3 separate regions of the Mus musculus genome follow, and all the other regions are linked to region 2. The links are chromatin contacts, called in public promoter capture Hi-C and targeted proximity ligation maps. All regions are on one chromosome and are shown on one strand. The core of a region is the stretch at or near the end of the contact, and the rest is flanking DNA. Distances in the headings are between cores, read along the strand shown.

The links. Promoter capture Hi-C pulls out the DNA fragments that hold promoters and counts their contacts.
Region 1: a contact with region 2 is called in a promoter capture Hi-C map of pre-B cells, with 4 times the contacts expected there. A contact is called at or near these places in 2 of 39 promoter capture datasets (hippocampal neurons and pre-B cells), 2 of 484 Hi-C or Micro-C datasets (embryonic stem cells and muscle stem cells), 1 of 130 datasets of targeted methods (bone marrow-derived macrophages) and 1 of 9 other capture datasets (adipose tissue).
Region 3: a contact with region 2 is called in a targeted proximity ligation map of pancreatic cancer cells. A contact is called at or near these places in 2 of 130 datasets of targeted methods (bone marrow-derived macrophages and pancreatic cancer cells) and 1 of 9 other capture datasets (embryonic stem cells).

What each region holds. Positions count from the first base shown.
Region 1 is chr19:24,476,122-24,480,272 of GRCm38.p6, reverse strand. It overlaps Fam122a (family with sequence similarity 122, member A), which reads left to right and starts at 2,799. Exons shown (of 1, transcript NM_026520.3): 1 at 2,799-4,151. The coding sequence starts at 2,917. The coding sequence ends at 3,771. The region is part of intron 1 of Pip5k1b (phosphatidylinositol-4-phosphate 5-kinase, type 1 beta); the gene reads left to right.
Region 2 is chr19:24,164,899-24,168,590 of GRCm38.p6, reverse strand. The region is part of intron 2 of Tjp2 (tight junction protein 2); the gene reads left to right. Among named protein-coding and RNA genes, the nearest start is that of Tjp2, 58 kb to the left of the region's middle.
Region 3 is chr19:24,639,815-24,643,821 of GRCm38.p6, reverse strand. No RefSeq gene overlaps it. Among named protein-coding and RNA genes, the nearest start is that of Tmem252, 32 kb to the left of the region's middle.

The sequences.
Region 1 (4,151 bases), core at 1,550-4,049, 310 kb before region 2:
CATATAACTTACAGATCAGTATTTATTAAACTGCAGGAAGTAGAAAGCGTGACTTTGAAGTGCTGAAAGTGAGTGGGAGTGAAAGATACTTAAAAACATTGGTGGGTTCCCCCTGCTTTGAAAGATGTGCAGATCCTAACGCATGGCTCTCAATGTGTCGTTTTTTTTTTTTTTTTTTTTGTCAGACTCTGAGCAGCCCCTACTGCCTCCCATGTTAAATATGGATACTTCTGCCAGATATTCGCAGGTCCATCCTCAGACTCCATCTTTTCCTCATTATTCTTCTCCAGGTCCTTCATCTATTAGTCAAGCTCACCGTGCTGCAGCCACCAGCTACTTCTCTATAAAGTGTCATCCACTAAAAGTCTACCTGCCTTTCAAATCCTGCCTCATACACTGCCTTTATCCTGCCATTATGCAAATGATTTCTCTGAGTGCTGAAGTGTCATTGCACTTAAAGGCAGCAGAACACATGCAGAGAAAGGCCTTGTACTCACTGAGGCCCAGCTCTCTATGTGTGTTACTAAATCCCTGCTTCTCCCTGCAAATTGGCATCAGGAATAATAGCTAACCCCTGATGCTGTTGTGGGCAAGGATTTAATGGGATATGGCATCGTGTAAATTAGTTCTTTAACAGGTATGAATACTTAACGTTATTTTATCTTCAGGATCCATACTTAGTAAGAACTTCAATTAAAACCTGTTTGAGACCAAGTGGAAAGATATATGGGCAGGGAAACAGGAGACTTAGCTTCAAGTCTTGGTTCCCACCATTAACAAGCTGTGCAAAGCTGACTGTCACTGACCTTTGTATCTTAAAACAAAAACAAAGCTGGTCGTAGTGGCGCACACTTTTAATCCCAGCACTCGGGAGGCAGAGGCAGGCGGATTTCTGAGTTCGAGGCCAGCCTGGTCTACAGAGAGAGTTCCAGGACAGCCAGGGCTACACAGAGAAACCCTGTCTCGAAAACAAAACAAAACTCTTAGCTCAAAGTGGCCAGATTTGTATATATAACTCCTCAAGCCTACCAAAACTGAAAACTCAACCTCCACCCCATGTACCTTTCCTATTCATTTGACATTACCATCTAAATTACCTATTTCTTTTTTTGTTTTTTAATTAGATGTTTTATTTACATTTCAAATGTTATCCCCTTTCTTAGCTTCCCCTCCAAAAATCCCTTATCTCCTCCCCGCCTCCCTATTTCTTTGAACACCGAAATTTAACCTATTGGCAAATCTCATCCCAGATGACATCAGTGGATCCCCTTCTCCCCATTCCCTACTGTTACAACCCTACCCCAGTATTCTGCTCTCTGTAGCAGCTTTCTACTCTATCTTCTGGCCTCCACTCTTGCCTCTGGCCCCCTTTCAGCTCATTCCATGGTGTTTAAAGCAAAAACCATGCTGAGTGTGGCACGATATGCCCTTAGCCCTACTTCCTTTGGGAGTGAGGTGAATCACTAGAGCCCAGAAGTTTGAGATTAGCCTGAGCAATGACTTAGTGAGACTCCATCTCAAACCATAACAGATAAAGCCCAAGCCTATTATTCCCCTGCCTAATACTGCTCAGGGACTTATAATCATAGGACTGGGCGCTCAGTCCGTTGACCTCTCAGGTCACCTGTCTCCTTCTTGATTTTTCTTTCCTTGTTCTTCCCCAGACGGGTGGGTATGTTGGCCCTTCGCATTGGTTGGAACACTCGGCCCTGCCCCCACCTCCCACAGTCCACAGGATTTGTCATTTACAACTGAACTCTGCCCAACTGCCCCTCAAGGGCTATATATAGGTAGTGCTTGACCACACCGTCCCACTTCTACCTCCAGCCATACCACCAAAAGTCCCCTATTTTCTCATCCCCCACTCCCACCCAGTAGAAACTGAATGTCCTCACACAAGTCCATTTCCTAGCACAGTACCTGGTACATAGTAAGTAGGTATGCCCGAATAGGAGACTTGACTGAATAAATGAACACATACAACTTCCCTGTTAATGAGATACAAAGTTTTGTATTAATTACATAAGCTAAAAATCTGTTGATCTATGAATGTGTCTTTTTTTTTTCTTTCATTGGATTCCCACACCAAGTGAACATTAGTATGTGCACGGTTAACGGCAGAAATATGACAACTTTTTTAAAAAAGATGTCACAAAGCTTCTTCCTCCCAACCGCCTTAAGTCTACTATTCTCTCTTGGCCCTCCCCGATTCTGTCCTAGTGTAAATCAACCTCCTCTTTGGCCTTTTCCCTGTAGGTTCTAATCCCATGTCTTCTTCCTCAGACCTCAGCCAAAGGCTGCTCCTGTACCCTAATATGCTTCCTTGAGAACGCCCGGGAGTTCATTGTTCTCAAAAAAAGCCCAGAACTTGCTCTTGTCCACCATCAGGCTAACAACCCTGTCCTCCTGGTTCCTGTCTGTCACCTAGCTGGGTAGCAGTGGCTCCCTGCTTCCAGTCCAGTTTTACAAAGCGCCGCCGTGGCCTCCTTCAGACTTCCCTCTGGGAAGCCCACCAGGCCGGGCCAAGCTCAATCATGAAGCCCCACATCACCAAGGGCCTATCTTTCTGAGCTCACACTTGCTTCATAAGCACATACACTTCTCAATGCCCCGGCCTCCGTAACCTGCCTTCCCGCGAGCCCGCGCCCAGTGACTATTTGCGGAAGAAACGAACACTGGAGTCGCCCAACCACTGCTCGCCCCCTGCCCCCGCCGCGGCGCCGCAGCCATGACGCACTAAGCTGGCGCCGCGAGAACGGGCGTGCCAGGGCGCCTGCGCGAAGGGGCACGCCTGCGCAGAGGCGCGAACCCGCTGACAGATTCTCGAAGGCGGCGGCGGCGGCGGCGGCCTTGGGCCGCGGGGAATGGGAGTCCCAGGGCCCTGACTGAGCACCGCCCCCGCCTCCCGGCCGCGCCATGGCTCAGGAGAAGATGGAGCTGGACCTGGAGTTGCCCGCGGGCGCGAGCCCGGCGGAGGGCGGCGGCCCTGGCGGCGGGGGCCTGCGGAGGTCTAACAGCGCCCCCCTGATCCACGGCCTCAGCGACTCGTCGCCGGTGTTCCAGGCCGAGGCGCCCAGCGCCAGACGGAACAGCACGACGTTCCCGAGCCGCCACGGCCTGCTGCTCCCGGCCTCGCCGGTCCGAATGCACAGCAGCCGCCTGCACCAGATCAAACAGGAGGAGGGCATGGACCTGATCAACCGAGAGACCGTTCACGAGCGCGAGGTGCAGACCGCAATGCAGATAAGCCACTCCTGGGAGGAAAGTTTCAGCCTGAGTGACAACGACGTGGAGAAATCCGCCTCCCCGAAGCGCATCGATTTCATTCCGGTGTCTCCGGCACCGTCCCCGACCCGGGGAATTGGGAAGCAGTGTTTCTCACCGTCCTTGCAAAGTTTTGTGAGTAGCAACGGACTGCCTCCAAGTCCCATTCCCAGCCCAACCACCCGATTTACCACCCGGAGAAGCCAGAGTCCCATCAACTGCATTAGACCAAGTGTTCTTGGACCATTGAAAAGAAAATGTGAAATGGAAACTGATTATCAGCCAAAGAGATTTTTCCAGGGCATCACCAACATGCTGTCTTCTGACGTTGCACAGCTGTCAGACCCCGGTGTGTGCGTATCTTCCGATACCCTGGATGGAAACAGCAGCAGTGCCGGATCTTCCTGTAACTCACCAGCGAAAGTCAGCACTACCACCGACTCTCCTGTGTCGCCCGCCCAAGCAGCCTCCCCCTTTATTCCAGTAGATGAACTTTCCTCAAAGTGACTCACTCATCTTGAATCCCCCTCCCCCAATGGAGAGACAAAAAAACAAAAACAAACAAAAAAAAAAAGAAAGAAAAAAATCAAGTTAGAGCAAGCACTGAACTTTGTCGATTACGTTAAAGCCGTTTCCTATTTGACTCTTCCCTCTTTTTGGAAATTCCTGAAATGTTATTCTAGAGAATTTCTATGTCAGGTTCCTGGGGATGCCCTTGAATTCAGTGTAGTAATATTTTCGGACTTTTTATCAATAAGTGTGTTGAAGCATACATTTTACGCTGCTAATATGTCTAAATACATATGTTATCCCTTGATTTTTTAAATAATTGAGAGCTCTATTTATTTATGGGATTATTAAGTTCTGATGAAAATATAAATGTTGAA
Region 2 (3,692 bases), core at 726-3,225:
TGGTTTTCGTTAATGAATTAGCTTTATGGTGCTGCGGATGGAACCTACTTATATACTTCTGGTGCATACATGGAGCTATAAAGGGGGCTCTGACAAGGATGCTGTAGGAACCGCAAAGTTTGAGGTAGAAAAACAACCCCTTGCTTTGACTTAAGGAGGACAGTTGAGGTGCACGCTGATGTGAAGGAAAAGGAAAAGGAGACACTCTGAATTATAGCCGTTCTCTAGTTGTGTGCCTGTGGCGCCATTTGTGAAGTGTCCGAAGCCTCTGGCTGGTGACTTGTATTTAGTCATTTCATAGCAGGACATGCTATTTGATGAGTGCCGCCTGGCAGATGGTTACAGTTGGGTCTTTAACAGGATACAGGCTGCCATCCAGCCACAGTAGAGTATACTTTGTAATGTGCTTATTTGAACTTAGACTAATGTTTTAGCCTGACTAGACTTTGATGGGTGTGGCTTTTATGTTTCTCCTCCTCCTCCTGTTCTGTGTGAGGAGTAAATATAGTAATGGGGAAAATGTAATCTTGACACATCTCTGAATGAACACCTCCCGTCCCCTTTGTTGCTTCAGGAAGCTGTGGGTGGAACCCAGGGCCTGGAATATCCTAAGTACCTGCTGTGCCAGGTACTTATTAGAGTTAAAATTATTTTATTATATGCCTGCACTTATATTGCACAACAATGGGTACCTGTTGTCCCTTGGAGGCCAGAAGAGGCTTGGCAGATCCTCTGGGTCTGGGCTGACAGGTGATTGTGAGCAGAGAATGAAGTTCTGGGAATCAAACCCTGGTCCTTGGCAAGAACAGCTAGTGCTTTTAACTGCTGAGACACCTGTCCAGACCAGGTTTGTAGCTTTTTTTGGTGGTAAGTTTTTAGACTGTACACCAGTCTCAAAGTCCAGTTACATTTTTGCCATCCTAACAAAGGAAAACGTGGATCGTGATAGAGAAACTTTAGTTCCTTGAGTTGAAGGTAAGGCGAGCCAGGTGTTGTGTGACTTAATTTTTTATTTTACGGGGTGGACAAAACACTCAATCCCAGATTGGGAACCCATGATACACCCAATTTTTAGTGGTAAGGATACCACCAAAGTCCAGCTTGGCGACCCAGTGAGTTTTATTGGGGTTCCCTACAGGAATCTGAATTCAGGAATAGAAATGATCCCATATGGATGAGCACAGATCACCCCAGAATAACTCTTATCGCCAAAGTTCACCCCGGCATGGGTGACAGCTCACAAAGGCTGGGAACCTGGACCACACTGGACAGCCTGCAGGCAGCTCAGCAGATTGGAGGGTCCTTTGCAGCTTCAGGTGGCAGAAATGTCTTCCAAGCAGGTCTTTTTGCTTGAGAGTCGTCTTCCCCGCAGGGGTGTGTGTGTGTGTGTGTGTGTTTACCTCCCTGCCTAAGGAGCTCCCCTGCAGGACCAAAAGTTTTTAAGGTCTAATGCTTTCTAGTAGTATTTGTTCCTTCTAGGGCTTGGAGCTTCTAGGGCCTTTGTTCTCAGGAGGAAGGAAAAAGAAATTTGTCAGCCGGCCTCATTGCTTTAATGTCCGACTATAGCAATTTGTTTACATGATCTGAGAGCTGATCCTACCCACTTGGCTCAAGTTCAGTTTCTTCTTTTTGCCTTACAAGGATAGCAGGCGCACCTGAGAACCTGGGTGGGTGGGGTTTCACCCAGGAGAGTCATCCCTGTAGCTCGGAGACAACACCTTCACGTCACCGGCCACTCTCAGTCTCCGGAGGATTCAGCGGAGTAGAATCGATGAGATTAGTGAGGGAGGTTCTTAGCAAAACTAAAGGACTTCCTGGTGAGCTCAGTTTCCGACCGAGGAGCAGGCTTCTTCCTCTTTAGCCCTCTTCAGTGAGGAGTCAGCTGCTCGGCTGTGTGGGATTGGCTGGTGTACACCTGCCCCTGTTTCCTCCGGCCACTGCATACCGCCAGTCACTTCCCATTAGCTGTGAGCCCTGCCCTTGTGTGAGTCAGAGTGGTAGGCACAAGGGCTCTCGGGGCAGGGCATCAGACGAAGTCACTGTGTACTTATCAGATTGACTCGATTTGGGAAGGCATGAGCTAGCATGACTCAGACTAGTGGCGAACTTAATTGAGAGAATTCCTCATATTTCTGTAGCGAATGGATGATAGTTGGATGAACTAAAAAGTCTTAACCAAAAAAAGTGTAGAATTGCTTCTGGACCTCTCAGTGTGCTGTTGTTGAGATGGGGCTGTGTTTAGCTCAGGTTGGTCTCCATTAAAATTGTTACTGTGTTGCAGAACTTAGGCCCAGAAGCAGCAGAAACTGCAGCGCTAATTAACTGGCCACTTTATGTGAGTTGCAGACCTCAGCTCTGCTTAGTTTAGATGGCTAATAAAGTCATCTGTGGCCCCTAACTTCCTGGGGGCTCTCAGTGCTCGAGTGTAAAGCTTAGAGAACATTCTAAGGAGTTTGGAGCAAGATATTCCAAATTACTTGCTCTTTCAGCTATATGTGTGTGTTATTTTCTTATTTTTTTTCTTTTAAAAAGGCATCCATTGGATTCTTTCAGAAAGACGTTTTTAAAAAGACATACTGTTTAACGGCAAAGGTCCCAGGGAGCCTGGTAGTTGCTTAGCTCACAGAGCAATGGAAAGATCTGTTATTAAGTTGCAGCTTGAATAATGTACTAGCCAGAGCCACAGGGTTCTCTTCCCTCAAGCCAGTAGCGACTGTCTTCTCCTCCCTTTTCCAGATTTTATTTTAATTTTTTTCTGGAATTATTTTTTTCTCTATATGTATGGTGTTTTGCCGTCTTGTATGTCTGTGTACTCGGTGGTTGTTTGCGCCTTATACTCTCAGAGGCCAGACAAGAATCTCACATCCCTGGAGCCGGAGCTAGAGACTTCCTTTTTCCTCCATCTGTATATTAGGTCTGGCTGTGTGTCCTGGAGCTCACTATGTAGACTAGGTGAGATCCTCCTGACTGGGATTAAAGATGTGCACCACCATGCCCAGTTTATAGACACAGACTTGTTAAAAGGAAAAATGTGCGCTTAGCACAAAGGAGATGTATTTGCTCTGGAGGGACAGAGGTCAGGGTTAAGGGATGAGACAGGAGCCAGAGGAAGAGGGAGAACGGAGAGAAAAGAAAGAAGAGGGTTATTTGTCTTGGAATGGGATAAAGGGCTGCCTCTGGATGGAGAGGGGACAGGCAAATGATGGTTTATAAAGGTGAAATGGGAAACCCTGTGCTGAGATGAAGTGTTTAATTTTAATTGTGCATGTTAATTAGGTGCCTGAAGGGAGCTTTTGATTGCTAGACTTTACAGCTGGACCTTGGTAGTCAGTTTCTGGAATAGGAATTAGCAATAAGGAAATAGACCATGGGGGGTTAGCCTTTGGAATGGATAGCAGTTTGGTGTGTTTGTTTGTTTGTTTTTGTTGTTGTTTTTAAGCGAGGCAGAGGGAATGGAGGAGAAGGGCCAGGTCTGCTAGAGTCATGCTGGCCAACTCAAGGTAGCTAGAGTCCCTTCAGTTGTGAGCTGCCCCGTGGGTCCTAGAAAATGAACCCAGGTTCTCTGTAAGAGCAGCAAGTGCTCTTATCCACTGGGGAGTCTTTCCAACCCTTATTATTTAAAAATAAGTTTGGTTTATTATTTTTTTTAAAGATTTATTTATTTATTATATGTAAGTACACTGTAGCTGTCT
Region 3 (4,007 bases), core at 757-3,256, 480 kb before region 2:
CCCAAAAACCTTCAGCTCCACCTTCCCCTCTTTATCCACCCAATCACTGGCTCTAGGCTTTATTTATAAATTAAGGTGGGAAGCAGGTTTACAGGAAATCACCTGAGTGCTGACTCATTCCTTGTTCGCAGCCCCTCACAGGAGAACAGAATTAACATCAAATACAATTAGTCCCAGGGCTATCTTCAGATCTTCTCTATGCTGCCTCCTCTTCTAGAGGATCTTGAAGAGCACCAGGATGGCCTAAAGACTGTGGTCCTGATGCAGACTATCGGATAGAGCCATCAAAGAAGCTGTGGGAAGATGCTGATATTCAGACCCTCCCCACAGAGAGTCTGTGCCCATTGGCCTGGGGAAGTGGGTTTATGTCTGCTGTATTTCCCAGGTGATTCAAGTACAGAGCTGGAGCCTAAGAGTCCTTCCTTGAGGATAGAAAGTTTCCTTTGCAATCACACTTTTATAGGCACGATGGGAGAAGTCTGACCCCCTAATCCCTGAGGAAAAAAAAAGATTCGTGTAAACAAAGATGGAGAAAGAGCTTGTCACTTATCCACTTAGTCCATGAAACAGTGACCTCGTGGATATGGGAAGGATTTGTCCCCAGGAAGTGCAAAGTTAGCTAGAGAAAACAACAACAACAACAACAACAACAACAACAACAACAGAGACGTAAATAATTGTGAGTTATAACATCAAGCTTTCCTACCCAGCCACTTTGTTCCCAGAGTAAGGGCTCTGAGACTGAATATTTTATAAATAAACGCCTCGGCCATAAGCTAGGGCTTGTTCCCCTGACTAGCTCATGACTCAATTATCTGGTTATTCTGTTCTACAAAGCACCACATGGCTTGTTACCTCTTCTCAGAGTTCCTGACTAATCTCCCACACTTCTGACTGTTTTTGAATTCCTCTTTATCCCCACTCCCTCCATCTTTCTGTCTCTCCCTCTCTGTCTCTCTGTCTCTGTCTGTCTGTCTGTCTGTCTGTCTCTCTCTCTCTCTCTCTCTCTGCTGGATACCCCACCTCCTAATCCTGCCTCAGCTCTTTGGCCATAGGCTTATTATTATTATTATTATTATTATTATTATTGTTGTTGTTGTTGTTATTGACAAGTGATGCATCCATACAGAATATAAGAGATTTTCTCTACAGTGAGTGTTGTGCACTTTATGTGACAAGAAAATCATCTGAGGGAAAAAAATGATCAGAGGAAAGTGAGGTCTTGCCCCAAGGGAGGCATGTCAAGAATGCCAGTACAGTTTACTTTAAAAGCTGGCCATTGAAGGGACAAAGGTGACAGAGTCATAACTTAAACCCCGGTAAGTGTGACTAATGTGGGTCGTGTACACACTCAGTAACACAGCTGTTACTTTTCCTTTCCTCTCAAAATGATACCTGCAAGCTGAGCAATGGCCGCAGAGGGTGGCTAACGGGGGACACCAGATGCCTTCAGACAATGAACCCGAAATGATAACTCCTCCCTCCCCTGAGTTCTACTCCAGTCACAGTATTTGTGTAGGGCAACAAGAGGGAGCTCCAGCTCCATGGTGTGACAGCTACTCGCAGGAGGAAGAGGATGGCTCCTTTTTGAAGACATTGACTAGATCATGGCCCTAGGGAGGATGGGTAGAGAGCAGCAAAGGTCTGAGCCTACTCTAAGGAAGTCTGTCTTTGGACCTTCATGCTATTACAGTGACTTGAGTATGGGCAAAGCTTCCAAGAGAGTTCTTTTTCACCTAGCAGCATCAGTAACAAGAAGATACATTCTCCAAAGTCAAGGTCAGGCAAAGAGTCAAAGGTGAAATAGAGACAAACAGTAGCGGCTCTCTCTCTCTCTCTCTCTGCTTTTTAATATTCCTGAATATGTACAAAATTCCTTTCTAGAAAGTTACTAATTTCTTTATCTCAAATTTTCAACAGAGAATGGTTCTAATTCACTGCTAGACTATTGCTATGCGTGGACTGTGTGTGTCCCTCCAAATGCACACATTGTACTGCCGCTTACAGATGTGATGTTATTAGACAGTGGAGCCATTAAAGGGGGATTACGTCACAAGGGCCCTTTTAAGGCATTGTGTAAAGCATTTTTAAAAGAGTCCCCAGAGCACTGACTCCTTCTTCTCCCAAGAAGGAAGGATACAGCTAAGACTCACTGTCTATGACTAGGAAAGCAGGCCCTCACTGAATACCAAATGTGCTTCAGCCTGGATCCACAACTCCTTGTACCCTGGGGCTATCAGAATTATGGTTCTGATGTTTATAGGCCAGCCATTTGGTATGTTGTGATATGGCCTGAGTGGACTAAGACACCTATTGTTTCTGCTACAGACATTCTCATAGTCTTAGGTCAAAGACTCTATCCACATGTCTTTTCCCCCTTGCCCCTGCCACCATAGCCTATCCCTAGATCAAGGCGTAACATAGGCTAACAGGCTGGATTTGTCTGTTACATTTTGGCTTACACTTTTGGTAAGATTGGAGATTTCCCTTGGTGCCAGCATATTACTATTAATGCTTAGAGCTCAGAGAGTCCTGACAGTCTGGATCAGCTGCACATTCTCTACTGAAAGCGCACGCAAGCTTGTGGTCAGGGCTGCCATTCCTGCTTCCTTTAGAGGGTGAGTCAGACGCTGGTGGCTCCCTTTCCTAATCCTTTATAGCAGTGTGCACCTGTCCACAGTGAAAAGGAGGTTGGAAACTTCCAGATTCAAATATGGCAGGCAAGAGTATTCTGGGTTCCCTTCTGTACGTCACGTGCTGAGATTCAGCGTGCCAGAGCCCACTGATTTTGTATCTTCAACTATTAGGAAGCTATCTGGGCATCTACTGCTGCTGCTGCTGCTACTTTATTTATTAATTATTATTATTATTATGCATGATAATAACTATATTATTTTTATTGTTATTATTATTATTATTTGTTTTAAGATGGTTCAAAGACACACAACATTTTGATAATAAGCTCTGTGTACTATGACCTTAAAAAAATAACAACCAGGTTTTATTTAAATAAATAAATAAATAAACAAACAAACAAACAAACAAACAAACAGCCGGGCGTGGTGGTGCACGCCTTTAATCCCAGCACTCGGGAGGCAGAGGCAGAGGCAGGCGGATTTCTGAGTTCAAGGCCAGCCTGGTCTACAAAGTGAGTTCCAGGACAGCCGGAGTTATACAGAGAAACCCTGTCTCACCCCCACCCCAAAAACAAATAAACAAAAACCACTCTCGGGTTTCCACAAGAAATAATCTTTATTGAGGGTACACTCTGACCATCCCAGGACATCCTGCAAAGCACTATATCTTAAAAGTCTACACCATCACCCAGAGCTGCATTTTGGGGACCAAGAACTTCTTGAACATGACTTTTATAACCTCCCCAACCTTCTAAATTAGACGCATGGCAGGAGTGTGCACTCATTCCTCACATACACATACTCCTACCGTGGTTCTGTCTACATTGGGGTCCTTCCTTCATCAGGGACTTAGGAATAAAGGGATGGAACATAGTCATTTAAATACTGAAAAATATACAGAATTTCTACTAAATAATTTACCACATACCTACTCAAATGAGCACCATGAATGTGTGCGATAGTGGTAGGTAGATAGGGTATCTTGAGGGAACAGGACAGAGGCCTCATCTTACTTCAGATTTAAGGATTTTACCTCCTACTCCCATGATTTCTCCTGATCGCTAATCTTTGTTGTAACATAACTGGATTTGTTCAAGTTTATGAGGGTGTTTCCAGAGAGGCATAACTGAGAAGGGAGAATCCATCTGAATGTGGAAAACACCATCCTATGGGCTGGGGGTCCCAGTCTGTGTGGTCAGAAATCAAACAAAAACAAAAACCATGATAACATGCAATCAGCAGCCACTAGTTCCTGCTGCCTTAGCTAGAATTGTTCTGGTCACCATGGCATCCCACCATGGCATCTCACCATTGTGTCATAGCATGGCATCCCACCGTGGCAACCCACCATGGCATTCCACCATGACAACT